Regions from separate parts of the Gossypium hirsutum genome. Here region 2 is linked to region 1. The links are chromatin contacts, called in public Hi-C maps. All regions are on one chromosome and are shown on one strand. Each heading gives the region's core, a stretch centred on a gene start, on an enhancer-like site or on the middle of the called end of the contact. The rest is flanking DNA. Distances are from core to core; before and after follow the strand shown. Region 1 holds the start of LOC107889147 (topless-related protein 1). Region 2 has its middle 6.8 kb from the start of LOC121206108.

What was found. Hi-C and Micro-C count contacts between places; a contact is called where the count stands out from the background.
Region 2: a Hi-C map of leaf shows a contact between it and region 1, with 4 times the contacts expected there. The contact joins the enhancer-like site here to the promoter of LOC107889147 in region 1. A contact is called at or near these places in 24 of 34 Hi-C or Micro-C datasets (anther, callus, fibers and 5 more).

What each region holds. Positions count from the first base shown.
Region 1 is chrA09:63,063,018-63,069,228 of Gossypium_hirsutum_v2.1, reverse strand. It overlaps LOC107889147 (topless-related protein 1), which reads left to right and starts at 2,163. Exons shown (of 26, transcript XM_016813483.2): 1 at 2,163-2,383; 2 at 2,702-2,830; 3 at 2,981-3,160; 4 at 3,284-3,397; 5 at 3,484-3,642; 6 at 3,754-3,931; 7 at 4,018-4,141; 8 at 4,294-4,403; 9 at 4,511-4,676; 10 at 4,782-4,891; 11 at 4,967-5,036; 12 at 5,146-5,219; 13 at 5,303-5,398; 14 at 5,482-5,577; 3 more. The coding sequence starts at 2,751.
Region 2 is chrA09:63,099,106-63,105,473 of Gossypium_hirsutum_v2.1, reverse strand. No RefSeq gene overlaps it. Among protein-coding and RNA genes, the nearest start is that of LOC121206108, 6.8 kb to the left of the region's middle. Within about 2 kb of position 3,238, at least 1 of the 9 cell types and tissues checked has an H3K27ac peak or open chromatin away from gene starts, as enhancers often do. A contact at or near this core is called in leaf, where this site is marked.

The sequences.
Region 1 (6,211 bases), core at 914-3,413:
TCAAATACATCATAAATGTCTTCAAATGCAACACAAGTACAAAAATTAAATACTGTTAAATTAATAAAATACTATTAAGATAATTATTAAATTAAGTTTTTATAAATAATTTTTTAAAATATATTTATTATATTATGCAGGCGGGCGGATGGGGATGAGCGAGTACAAGGTCGTACCCACGCCTACCCCACGACCCATAGCGAATCTAATTTTATCCCCATCCTCGCTCCATCACTCAGGAAACCTATACCTATTCCTGCCCAATTGAGTGCGAAGTGAGGCGAGACCCAACAAAACCCACCCCACTAACATCCCGGGGTCATTTGGGTAATGAAACATAATTTAGGTACTATATTGAGTAATAAAATATAGTTTAAGTACCACTTGTGACAAAAATAAATAAAACCGACTAGAAAAATAAGTAAAATTTAAATATATTTTTTTATTCTTTAAGCCTAATTTTAATTATTATAATTTTATGATTTTAACTGAAATCATATTTAATTTTTTTTGCCCAGGATGCATAGTATAGTTTTATTTTAATTTTCTTATGTCCTATACGTGTACTAAATTTAGTATGTTAGGTTACATATATATATCCCCCTTAGATTATGACACCAATCTAAGATCCTTCATCTCCGCAACCAAACAAAGAAAGCAAAAAAAAAAAAAAAAAAAAAAAATCCGATCATTTAACTATTGTATAATGCTTTTTTCCCAAAATTTATTAAATAATGTTACATTTAAAAAATTAAAAATGTATATTTGATGAACGATATTGTAAAAAATTATATATATTATTATGTTATTTTCTTGAAAATAAAATGAATTATTTTAAAATATTTTGATTTAATAATATTATTTTGATTTATCTTGCAATTATTTTTCAGAGATAAATTTATATATAGTTAATGAAGCACATTATATAGTGTTATTAAAAATAAATAAATTATATTTATTGTTAAAGTTTTTTAATTCAATAATGGAGATAAAAGATGAGGGTAATGCAGTTTAAATTTGCACGAGACGAATGTTTGACAAAAACTTTAATCATAACTCCATTAACTCAAAACTTTATTGTCATTAAATTTTTATTAAATAATTTCGTTTTGTCTTAAATAAATTGAGTACTCTATACTTTATTTAATAACAATCAATCCACAATAATTTAAATTGATTATTTTTATTATCAGTTTAGATATATTTTCTCATATTTTTGTTATTCAAAATGTATGAAAAAAAATGAACAATTTTACAATTTAACAATTATTAATTTTCAACAATTTTTATAATCCGAGTTTAGTACTTACTAAATTATACTTCAAAATTTAATATTTAATTTTTCATTTTATTAAACATCATGTTAATATCGTACATTTAGTTTTAAAATAAAACAAGTAAGAATTTAAACAATGATAAAATTAAATTATTTAAAATGCCTAATTATATTATTTTAACATTAAATAATTTACAACATTATCTATTAATTTATTAATTAAGCATTAATTCAATTGACCGCGTGCATTAAAGTGCTTATTATTATTTTATTTAATTTTAAAATTAAAAATATAATAAGCAAATAAGACTAATTTAATTATAAATCTATAATTAAAAAAAATCCAATATGTAGTTTAATCGTAAAATATTGCACCATTAATATATGTAATATAAAACTTATTAATTAATTATTGTCTGCTTTTAAAATCAAAATCAAAAGCAACTTATCGGTACGATATCTCACGACTAAATTCGTGATTACGTGATATGATAAATTATATTTTCCCCATTCTTCCCTCGAAAAATGGCAGGTTCCGTAATATTTAGCAAAATCCAGGGTCAGACTCCCTGGATCTCCCCGTCGAGGAAAACTTTCATTTCTTTGGGGATCCGAGAAAAGTATATATCGCTTTCTAGGTTCTCTTCCTCTACTTCTCACCCTTATCTTAATCACTATCCTTAACCGTTGGATCAAAACATTAGAAAAAACACACTTCAAAATCGACGGGCTCAAAAGGAAAACTACGGTACACCTCAACGCTGGTAATAATCTCCACTAATGGAATGGCTTACGCGCCGATAAACTCCACACAAAGTAGCCGGCTAAGTGGGCCCAATTACTTCACTGTATTTATAAATTTGCTCATTCCTTGTCCATATAACTTGTACATTTTGCAATAAGCTATCATGTGATAAGTAACTGTACTTATCATCTTCTTTATCTGCCTCCTCCTTTAAAATTCTCAATTTCTGCAAGGCTGTAGGTTGGGTTTTTATATAAAAAGGATATACAAAAGAGAGAGAAGAGAGAGAAAGTGAAATCTCTGCCTGCCTTTGGTTTTTTTTTTTTTTGTTAAGAGAGAAAGTTCTTTTAACCTCTTAAAGGGTCTGAAACTCGATCTCTTCTAAAGAACAAGTTGATTTTCTAACAAATCTGTTGCTGTCTTTGTTTTTTTTTTTTTTATCTTTTGTTTGGTCTCCTGTTTTGCTTTTTTATTTATGTGTTTTTAGATGCTATTTTGTATTCTCTTTAATCCCCCACAAAAACGTAGAATTTTTACCCTTTTGTGGCTTGTTTAGGGGAGGTTAAAGATGGCTCAATGATCTAGTTATATATATTTTTAAATATTAGGTTTTATTTTGGGATTTTTAAGGTATTTTTGGCTGACCCTTTGTTTTTGTATTTTGTTGCAACTCTTTGTAGATCTGGTGATTTTCGTTTCAGCGTTGGGATTTGAAACGGGGCGGCTTCGATGTCGTCTCTCAGTAGAGAGCTTGTTTTCTTGATCTTACAGTTCCTAGATGAGGAAAAGTTTAAAGAGACTGTTCACAAGTAAATTTTTTTCTTTAATTTAATTAATAGAATGTTAGTTTTAGTACCTTTTAAAGGTTATATCGTATGGTGTATTTATGGTTAAATCATAATTTGAAATGTAATGATTTCAGCTTATCAAAGTATTCTTTATTATTGGAATTTAAATAGGCTTGAACAGGAATCTGGGTTTTTCTTCAATATGAAATATTTTGAGGATGAAGTGCATAATGGAAATTGGGATGAGGTGGAGAAATACCTCTCTGGTTTTACCAAGGTCGATGACAATCGATATTCCATGAAAATCTTTTTCGAGATAAGAAAGCAGAAGTATCTTGAGGCATTGGATAAGTAAGTTTTTGCAGACTTTTCAATTTTGATTTATTGTATTAATCACTAGTTTGTTATGTATCATTGAAAACGTTGTTGATAATCGAATTCGGTTACAACTGGAATTGCTTAAATTTTTGTAAGGCATGATCGATCCAAAGCTGTGGAGATATTAGTTAAGGATTTGAAAGTTTTTGCTACATTTAATGAGGAACTTTTTAAGGAAATCACTCAGCTTCTGACTTTGGAGAATTTCAGGTACGGGGCTCATGTTTAGTTGTTAAAGTCTTGAGGTAAAATAAATAATAGTGAATGTGCTGAAGAATGTGTTACTTTCATAACAGAGAGAACGAACAGTTGTCGAAATATGGAGATACAAAGTCAGCTAGAGCAATCATGTTAGTTGAACTCAAGAAGCTTATTGAAGCAAATCCTTTATTCCGTGACAAATTGCAGTTCCCGACCCTTAAAAATTCGAGGTTACGAACCCTGATTAATCAGAGGTAATCTTATTGTTGCCGTTCTTGAGCTTGTATTGGGACTGGTGTTTTCAGTAAAGTCAAGTTGTTGTAGTTGTGATTTTAGTGGACAATTGATTTTTTGTGCAACTACAGCTTGAATTGGCAGCATCAACTTTGTAAAAACCCGAGACCAAATCCAGATATAAAAACTCTCTTTGTGGATCACTCATGTGGGCAGCCAAATGGTGCACGAGCACCATCACCTGCCAATAATCCACTTCTTGGATCCTTACCAAAAGCTGGAGGTTTTCCTCCCTTAGGTGCTCATGGGGTGGGTACACAGCTTAGATAGTAGTATAAAAAATTTCTTTTATTATTGATATACTTTCCTTAACATTCCCTATTTTACATCATCAGCCTTTTCAAGCTACGCCTGCACCGGTTCCAGCACCCCTTGCAGGTTGGATGTCAAGTCCTTCAGCTGTAACTCATCCAGCAGTTTCAGCTGGTGCCATTGGTCTTGGTGCGTCTTCAATACCAGGTAGTTTATTCTTTTCTCTTTTTGGATTTTTAACTTCTTTCTTCCGTTATCACTCCCTCTCTAGGTTTCTTTTTAGCATAATGCTGATATCTTTCCTTCTTCTGGTTCTTTTTCATCTTTTAACTCTAGCCATGTTTCATGTTGACTTATAGCTGCGTTGAAGCATCCAAGGACTCCTCCAACTAATCCGTCTGTAGACTACCCATCTGCAGACTCTGATCATGTTTCCAAAAGGGCCAGGCCCATGGGGATTTCCGATGAGGTACTCTGGTTTCTGGTTAAAGTAGTTTAATTTGGCTTGGGTGTATTGTGGTTATGGGCGTCTTTCTGTCTTAGGTTATTTTACTGATAGTTGCTCACTTTGTGCAGGTAAATCTGCCAGTCAATGTGCTGCAGGTAACATTTCCGGGCCATGGTCACAGTCAAACTTTCAATGCACCTGACGATCTTCCGAAGGCTGTTGCAAGAACTCTGAATCAGGGTTCATCTCCTATGAGCATGGATTTCCATCCTGTTCAGCAGACTCTACTTCTAGGTCTGCTATACTTCTGCCTTTTATTTATGGTTGCATTTGGTTTTCTGCCTTTGGCTGGCTGGTATTTTGATCTTGGATAATAGACTTCTGTATACAATGAACCAGTTGGTACAAATGTTGGAGACATTGCCTTGTGGGAAGTTGGCTCTCGGGAGCGGCTGGTTTCAAAGAACTTCAAAGTTTGGGATCTTAGTGTTTGTTCAATGCCTCTTCAGGTTCGTGTATTTAATTGTTGTTTACTGTATTTTCTCTTTAGACATACTAAACACAATTTAACTGCTTGAATTCAGGCTGCTCTAGTCAAAGATCCTGCTGTCTCAGTAAATCGTGTAATTTGGAGTCCCGATGGTTCTTTATTCGGTGAGATTTAATCCATTAGAATTAGTTTATGATTATCTGCTAGAACCTCTATATAGATATAGGTAGTGTGGGAACATTGATTGAGATGCCATATCTGTTTGGAAAACAGGAGTTGCTTATTCAAGGCATATTGTGCAAATATATTCTTACCATGGTGGTGATGAAGTTCGACAGCATCTTGAGGTATTATACTATCTTGGATTTGTATAGTCCTCTCGAGTTTGAGTTGGCTGTCTGAAATTCATATTTTAAAATTTCCTGTCTAGATTGATGCTCATGTTGGTGGAGTAAACGATATTGCATTCTCTCTTCCAAATAAGCAACTTTGTGTAATAACTTGCGGTGATGACAAGACAATTAAGGTTTGTTTATCATTTTACGTGTTTGTTTATCATTCTAGGAGGAAAAATTGCTTGTCTTTGCTAATTTCATGTTGTAATGTTAGGTGTGGGATGCTTCCAATGGTATGAAGCAGTATACCTTTGAAGGTCACGAGGCTCCTGTGTATTCTGTCTGCCCTCACTATAAAGAGAACATTCAGGTAATAATGTGGCTTTAGATGTCTTACCCTCTCCACATTTGTTTCTGTCCTGATGTGCCTCCTTTTGACTTTTTTGGCCTCAGTTTATCTTTTCAACTGCCTTAGATGGAAAGATAAAGGCATGGTTGTATGATAACATGGGATCACGGGTTGACTACGAAGCTCCTGGTCGGTGGTGCACAACCATGGCCTACAGTGCTGATGGTACAAGGTTAGTTTTCTTGCACCGTTACTCGTATATTTATCTTAAGCTGATTGTCAAGAATTATTGTGATTAAAGTTAGTTTGATGGCTGGATATTGTAGGCTTTTTTCATGTGGAACCAGTAAAGAAGGGGAGTCATTTATCGTAGAATGGAATGAAAGTGAAGGGGCTGTGAAGAGGACCTATCAAGGATTCCGTAAACGTTCTTTAGGTGTTGTGCAATTTGATACAACTAAGAACCGGTATTTGGCTGCTGGTGATGATTTCTCGATAAAATTCTGGGATATGGACAATGTTCAACCTTTGACCAGTTATGATGCCGAAGGAGGCCTTCCTGTAAGTTCATTGTATTCAATTAAATTCTATATCACTTTTGAAGATATCAGCTACTTACTTCTGTTGTTGCCTAATTCCTAGGCAAGCCCACGGA
Region 2 (6,368 bases), core at 1,989-4,488, 35 kb before region 1:
TTTGGGCCGGTCTGACTTGAATTCAATTTAAATAGTAGAAATATTTTTGTTGAGGAAAAAAGTACATTTAAGTCGTGGATGAGATTAAAATACAAAGTGATTTACTTGTTTGATATGATGATTAGATTTTTTTTTCTAAAGAAAATGACCCTAAGTTCACCTCAATTTATTGCTTCATGAATAATAATGTTAAGGATTTCCAACGGATGATTAGATTTTTATTATTAAATATTACTAATAATTTAAAATACAAAAAAGATTAAATAGATTTTTTTACATAAAAAGATGTAGAAAAAGTCTTTCAACATCATCATCTTCATCTTCTCTTCCACGTCTCTGTCATGCCATTTTAGCCAATTTTCATTTTCTTCCCTTTCGGTCCTTTTTCCACCATTACCAACCCTTTCAAGCTCAAACTTCAAATTTCTTCCATAGATTTTTAGTGAAATCAAAAGAACAACTCCATGACAAGCTAATTTCTTGTGAAGTTAGCTAGTATACATATTTGAGGAGAGAGAAGAAAAGTTAGGGATTTGAGAAAAGTTGAAGTGATGAAGTTTTATTAAGGGATTTCATGTTTATCTCATTAAAAGTGCATGAAAATAGTTTGTGATTATTGTTTTAATAATAAATATTGTATATGTGTGTTATGTCAATGAACAGAAACAGAAGAGCAGTGACCATCAAGTTGGAGATAAAGGTGAAGAAGTAACAAAAGAGTGAAGGAAGAAGAAAGAGTTAATTCCAAGCATTTCATTGTAAGTACCACAAGAATTTTACTTTACCTAATTAAAACTTAAATGAAAACTTGATAATTTGGTTTTAGTAATATTCATGGGATTTATTTGTATATGAAAATGACAATATGTATTATGAAATGTATTTGAAAGTGAAGATGTTAAATTATAATGAATCGAATAGTTTAGTTTATGTGTAGTGAATTTTGGAAAAATAACTAAATTGCAAAAAGCATAAAAGTTGGATAGGTGAAATGGATAATAAGATAAAAACATTTAAGTGAAGTGTTAAATGTTGATAAAATAAATGTAAAGTGAAATGTGATGATTGTTGTTTTTATATAGATAAGAACTAAATCGTAAAAAAAAAACAAAAAAAGAGTAAAGTTTGAATTGTTTTTATTTATTGAGAAATGTAGTGAAATTATATATATATATATTCAAATACCTATGTAGACAAAATGAGAATTAGTAGAATATAAATGACATGTCATTAGAAAACTTTTTATACGCGCAAGTGATAGTGGCACTATGGTGCAAGTGTTGTGGCACTACGGTACAAGTGGCAATAACACACCCGTGCAAATAACAGTGGCACCTCGGTTCAAATTATTGAATTTTTTCGCATATCCTATATGTTCTATTAAGTCTACAATTGAGCTATAAATGTTAATAATAAGTGCATTTAACAATGAGATAGGTAATTGACTTATAAATGACAAGTTTGAGATTTAATTGTAGTCATATTGTTTTAAATTCGCGCATGATTGTGATCATTTCATAAGTTAAAATTAGCACAAATTTTTAACTAATAGTTGTAAAGACTTTTTAAACTAATTATTGTGAATTAAACTATAATTATTTTTGAATATATCATTATCATAAATTCTATTAAATTATATTTCTTTTAAATGTATAATTATCATAACGTCTATTTTATTTCAATTTTTTAGCTAATAATTTTAAATTAAATATTATAATTATTTTTAAACGAGAATTTAGTAATATAATGAAAAATAAATGGTACTCTCGTCAGTTCAAAAAATTTTTAAACTCGTGTTTTTGTATATATTATAGATTATTGTTGTTGTTAAATTAAGTTAAGAAAATAAAATAAATATATATACTAATTTTTTTATCTCGTGCAATGTATAGGTTGCTCGTGTGTTTTATAAAATTGTTATTATTTAAATAAATATATAAATGATGTAATTTTATTAAATCAGTTTGTTCAAAAATTACAAGTACATGATAACGAAAAACTACACTAAGAGCACTAAATCCCAAAAAAGGTTTATTGCATTATATTTCTTGAACCAAATGTCCCTTTAAAAAAATCACATCCTCTTATAATCATAAAATGAAAAAACACAAAATACTCATTAAAATTAAGTATTTTTTCTTTATGAATAATTATTTTATCGTGGAAAAATTTTAGGAAATATTTGTAATAACATGTGTATGATAAAGTTATATATATATAAGCATTATAAAGCTTTGTTTTACATTGTTTTTGAAAAAGTACTTTTGAAGCTATAAGCAATACTAAACAGACAGTTTTTGAAGTCAACAATGTGTTTTAACTGAAAAGCAATTTTCTTTTTAGCTTTTTTTTTTAGGAAAAACAATTTTGAACCTTTATTTATAATCCAAGTTATTTTTGTAATATTTATATTGGGGGTAAATTATTTTTCTTTTGAAATTTATTTCAAATATATAACTTATATATTTAAATTTGTAATGGTTAGACTTTATTAATATTTAAAATATAGATTATATATTAAAATTAAATTTTACAAAAAATTAATATTAATTGCTTTCTAATATTTAAATTTTATATTTCATATATCAAAATATTAATAATGATAGTTACAATAAATTATTTTCTTATATTTTTACTAAAATATCGTAATATTAACGAATTTAAATATTATTTAAACACATATTTTTTACTGCGCAAAATTATGTTTAAAATGAATACTTTATTTCTAGAAGTGTTTTTTATAGTAATATTAAATATTTAAATCTTAAACAAAACTTTTCGTAAGTGTTTTTTGAAAGCAATGAGAAACTAGTCATGAATCTTCTTGTTAATATTTTTATTTCATTAAAGAATAATAATATTGTCGATTGCGTTTTAGCTTGATTGATATGGACATTATTATCAATGTAAGAGGACATAAGTTTTTAGTATTATCATTCTATTTATAGATTAGGGAAGAATTATAGATCATTCTAAATATTATTTGTTAAAAAATAATAATAACATCATTTTCCTTATTACTTAAAGCAAAATGTTATTAAAAAAATTGAAAAAATTGGTGTATTTAGATTATGTTTGAATAATCCGTGCCACGATAATGATAAGAATAATTGTGCAATTAATTATCGATTATCATGATTTCCGAAGTGCTTGAAAATCCCAATCTCCTACAACGTAAATGGCGCGTGCATTCCACGTTCCATGACATAGCATGATAGCCCATTAAATATCATCTGCCAAACACGGCAACCTGCTTGCCTTCTCCTCTTTATTTCATGATTTGTTATTTATAGTACATACCATAAATTTTAAAATATGTAATTATATATATAAATTTTAATTTAATGTAATTACATACGAAATTTTAATTATAATTTAAATGGATACTTAAAATTTTAATTTAATCATAGATATTTAAAGAAATAAATATATTAATTTATTTTTATATAGAATAAATATAATTATTTATATACATACATTATATAAACATAAAAGGATGTTATATAAATAACTGTGCTAAAATTTGACAAGAATTGGATCAAATCAAAATTTTATATATAAAATTGTACAAAATTAAAGTTTATGTATACAATTACAGATTAAACATAATTAATGTACAATTTTGTGATTTATCCCCGTATGTTATGAATTAAACAAATATTTTAAAAATAATATTTTTTTATTAAAAAATTATGTTCTTAAATAAATTTTAAATTGTTTAGAAATCTCGTATAAATTAAATAGTTTAAATTACAATACTAAAATGAAGGGGTGGTTAAGATGAAGATTACGATTCTTGTTGTTGATATTAGTTTACTATATTTTCTTCACACACAATACGGATGTTCATACAATCTAATATTGATAATACAATTTTTTAAGTTTAGTAATAAAATTAAAAATAACATATTTTAAATTTTAAAATATTTTTATTTTTATTAACCCTGCTATTTGTTTATTACGTATTGATTTTTTAAATTATCAATTTTTTTTACTTCGTATAATTAATATAAAGTAGTACTGTTAAAAATAATAAACATAGTTAAAATATGTCAATTATTTTAATTTTTCAAATATTTTAATAATTATTATTATAAAAATTTAAAATTTTGAATTTACTCTAAATCAATAGTCTTGACTCTTTGATTTTTATTTTATTTTTCTTATTCATTTAATAATCTATAAATTGAGCATAATAATTTATGAATAATGTAAAATTAATATAACTTAATAATTATTGTGTACACAATATTATATATATTTTGGAAAGGGATATTTCTTCCCCAAAATAAGTTAAATTCCAAGTTGTCATGAAAAATTTACATTTATTATTTGATAATTTTTAATTATTTAAGAGTTTTTACTCCTAATTAATGGTTAAAAGCACTTTTTATATATAAAAAATTAAAAGCATTATTTAAAATAATATTTGTAATTATTTTTTTACAAAACGGTACCATGGTATTAAAAATTTTATTGATAAAATCTATGAATATTTACAACACTTAATCATAAATAATAGCAAAATAACTCTTGCTACAATTTATTATATAATAAAAGATATTTATATTTAAAAAATTAAAGTGTGATTTCTAATTTACACTGAAAAAAAAAATAGTATTTGGGGTAACTTATGATAATATAAAAGTTGAAGTACCAAATTAAATAAAAAAATTAAAGTATAAAGATTAAATTTTAAATTTGAGCATAGTATACTGACCAAAACTGAACTTCGACCTAGAAAAAAAATACAGTGCCATACCCTTTTACAACACTCATACTCTTTTTTGTTTTTGTCAGAATGTTCATATATAGTTGAAAAATCACTTTTAACATTTTAATTATAAATAATTTTTTTATCCTTCGGCACTTGTTAGCATACAAAAGATATGATAGCAAAATAATATGATAGCTATCACATATAAATACGTAAATTATATGGACTAACTAATGTCATTGTAAAAGTCATTGTTTTTAGAACTAGACTGGACCGACCAATTGGACCAGTGAGTAGGGGTACCAAACTCGAATAAAGGGTCAAACTTGTTGACTTGTAAACCGGTCAAACCGGTCAATGGATTGATTGAGTTGGTTTTCTCTATTTTTAAATATTTTTATTTTCTAATAATGTATTTAATCGAACCAATCAAACTGGTTGAAGTAATGATCAGTAGTCTAATCGGTTCGACCATCAGTATGATTTTGAAAATTTTTATAAAAATAAATAATCAAATTATTTTAAATTAAAATATAAAGAATAAATATTAAATGTGAGCATAATAGAGAAATCAAAACTGTAATTTTTACCATTATCATGTAATGACTATAAAAGAGGAAGAAACCATGTGATTTAGTTAGTTGAAATAATTAGTACCGTTGGAAATTTCAGTAGCTAATTTGGTTTTTTTTTAAAATTCAAACTCATCATGTTAAAAAGATTTTTTTTGTTAAAATAGTACTTTTTAAAAAAAAATCATATAAAAAAATTTAATAAGAGTAATCATCAATATTAATAATTCGAACCAATATTACTAAAAAACTAAAATATTGTAAAAATTTAAATATAAAAATTAAATTTTAATTTTAAGTATAGTAAATAGCACAAAAATAGTATTTGATATTTTTTTGTGAAATGCAAAAAAATTAATAATAAACACTGAGACATGTGTCAAAGTAGGAATGTTCTTTTATATACAAGTGAAAATCTTAATTTGAAGTATAATAAAGAGACGAAAAATGATATTTGACCATTTTTCCGTAAAATGCAAGGGAAAAAAAAAGAGAAGAAAAAGGTGAGCATGAGATGGGAAGGTCTTTTGTAGCTTCCTTTAATAAATAAGGTTTAAAACGTCAATAATTTATATTATAAAAAAGTATTCTTATATATTTGTCTATAATTTATATTTATATTTAACGTCATGAATTGAGTTGGTGTACTTAATATCAACTTTATATGAAAAATTTACTTAAAAAATATATTTTTGGTCAAATAAATATTAGTATGATATATTTTCGTTATTTATTATTAATATATAAAATATTTAAATAAAACAATTAAAGTTAAAATATTTAAAAAATTGAACCTAAATTTTAAAAAATATTATTTGTAATCACTTTACTATTTTACTTATAATATAATTATTGAATGAATTATTTACATATCATTTTAATATTATGTTTACTGATTGAGTTTTAGTTCAATTAATGTAAATATTGTTATTAATATAAGAAGACGTGAATTTAAGTGTATTAAAGTATACTCCTATTTATGAATTAAATATGAACTATAAATAATTTTAAACATTATATTAATAAAAACCGATATAATCAAAACTTATAATAAATTTATTAAAAAGAAATTAAGATTA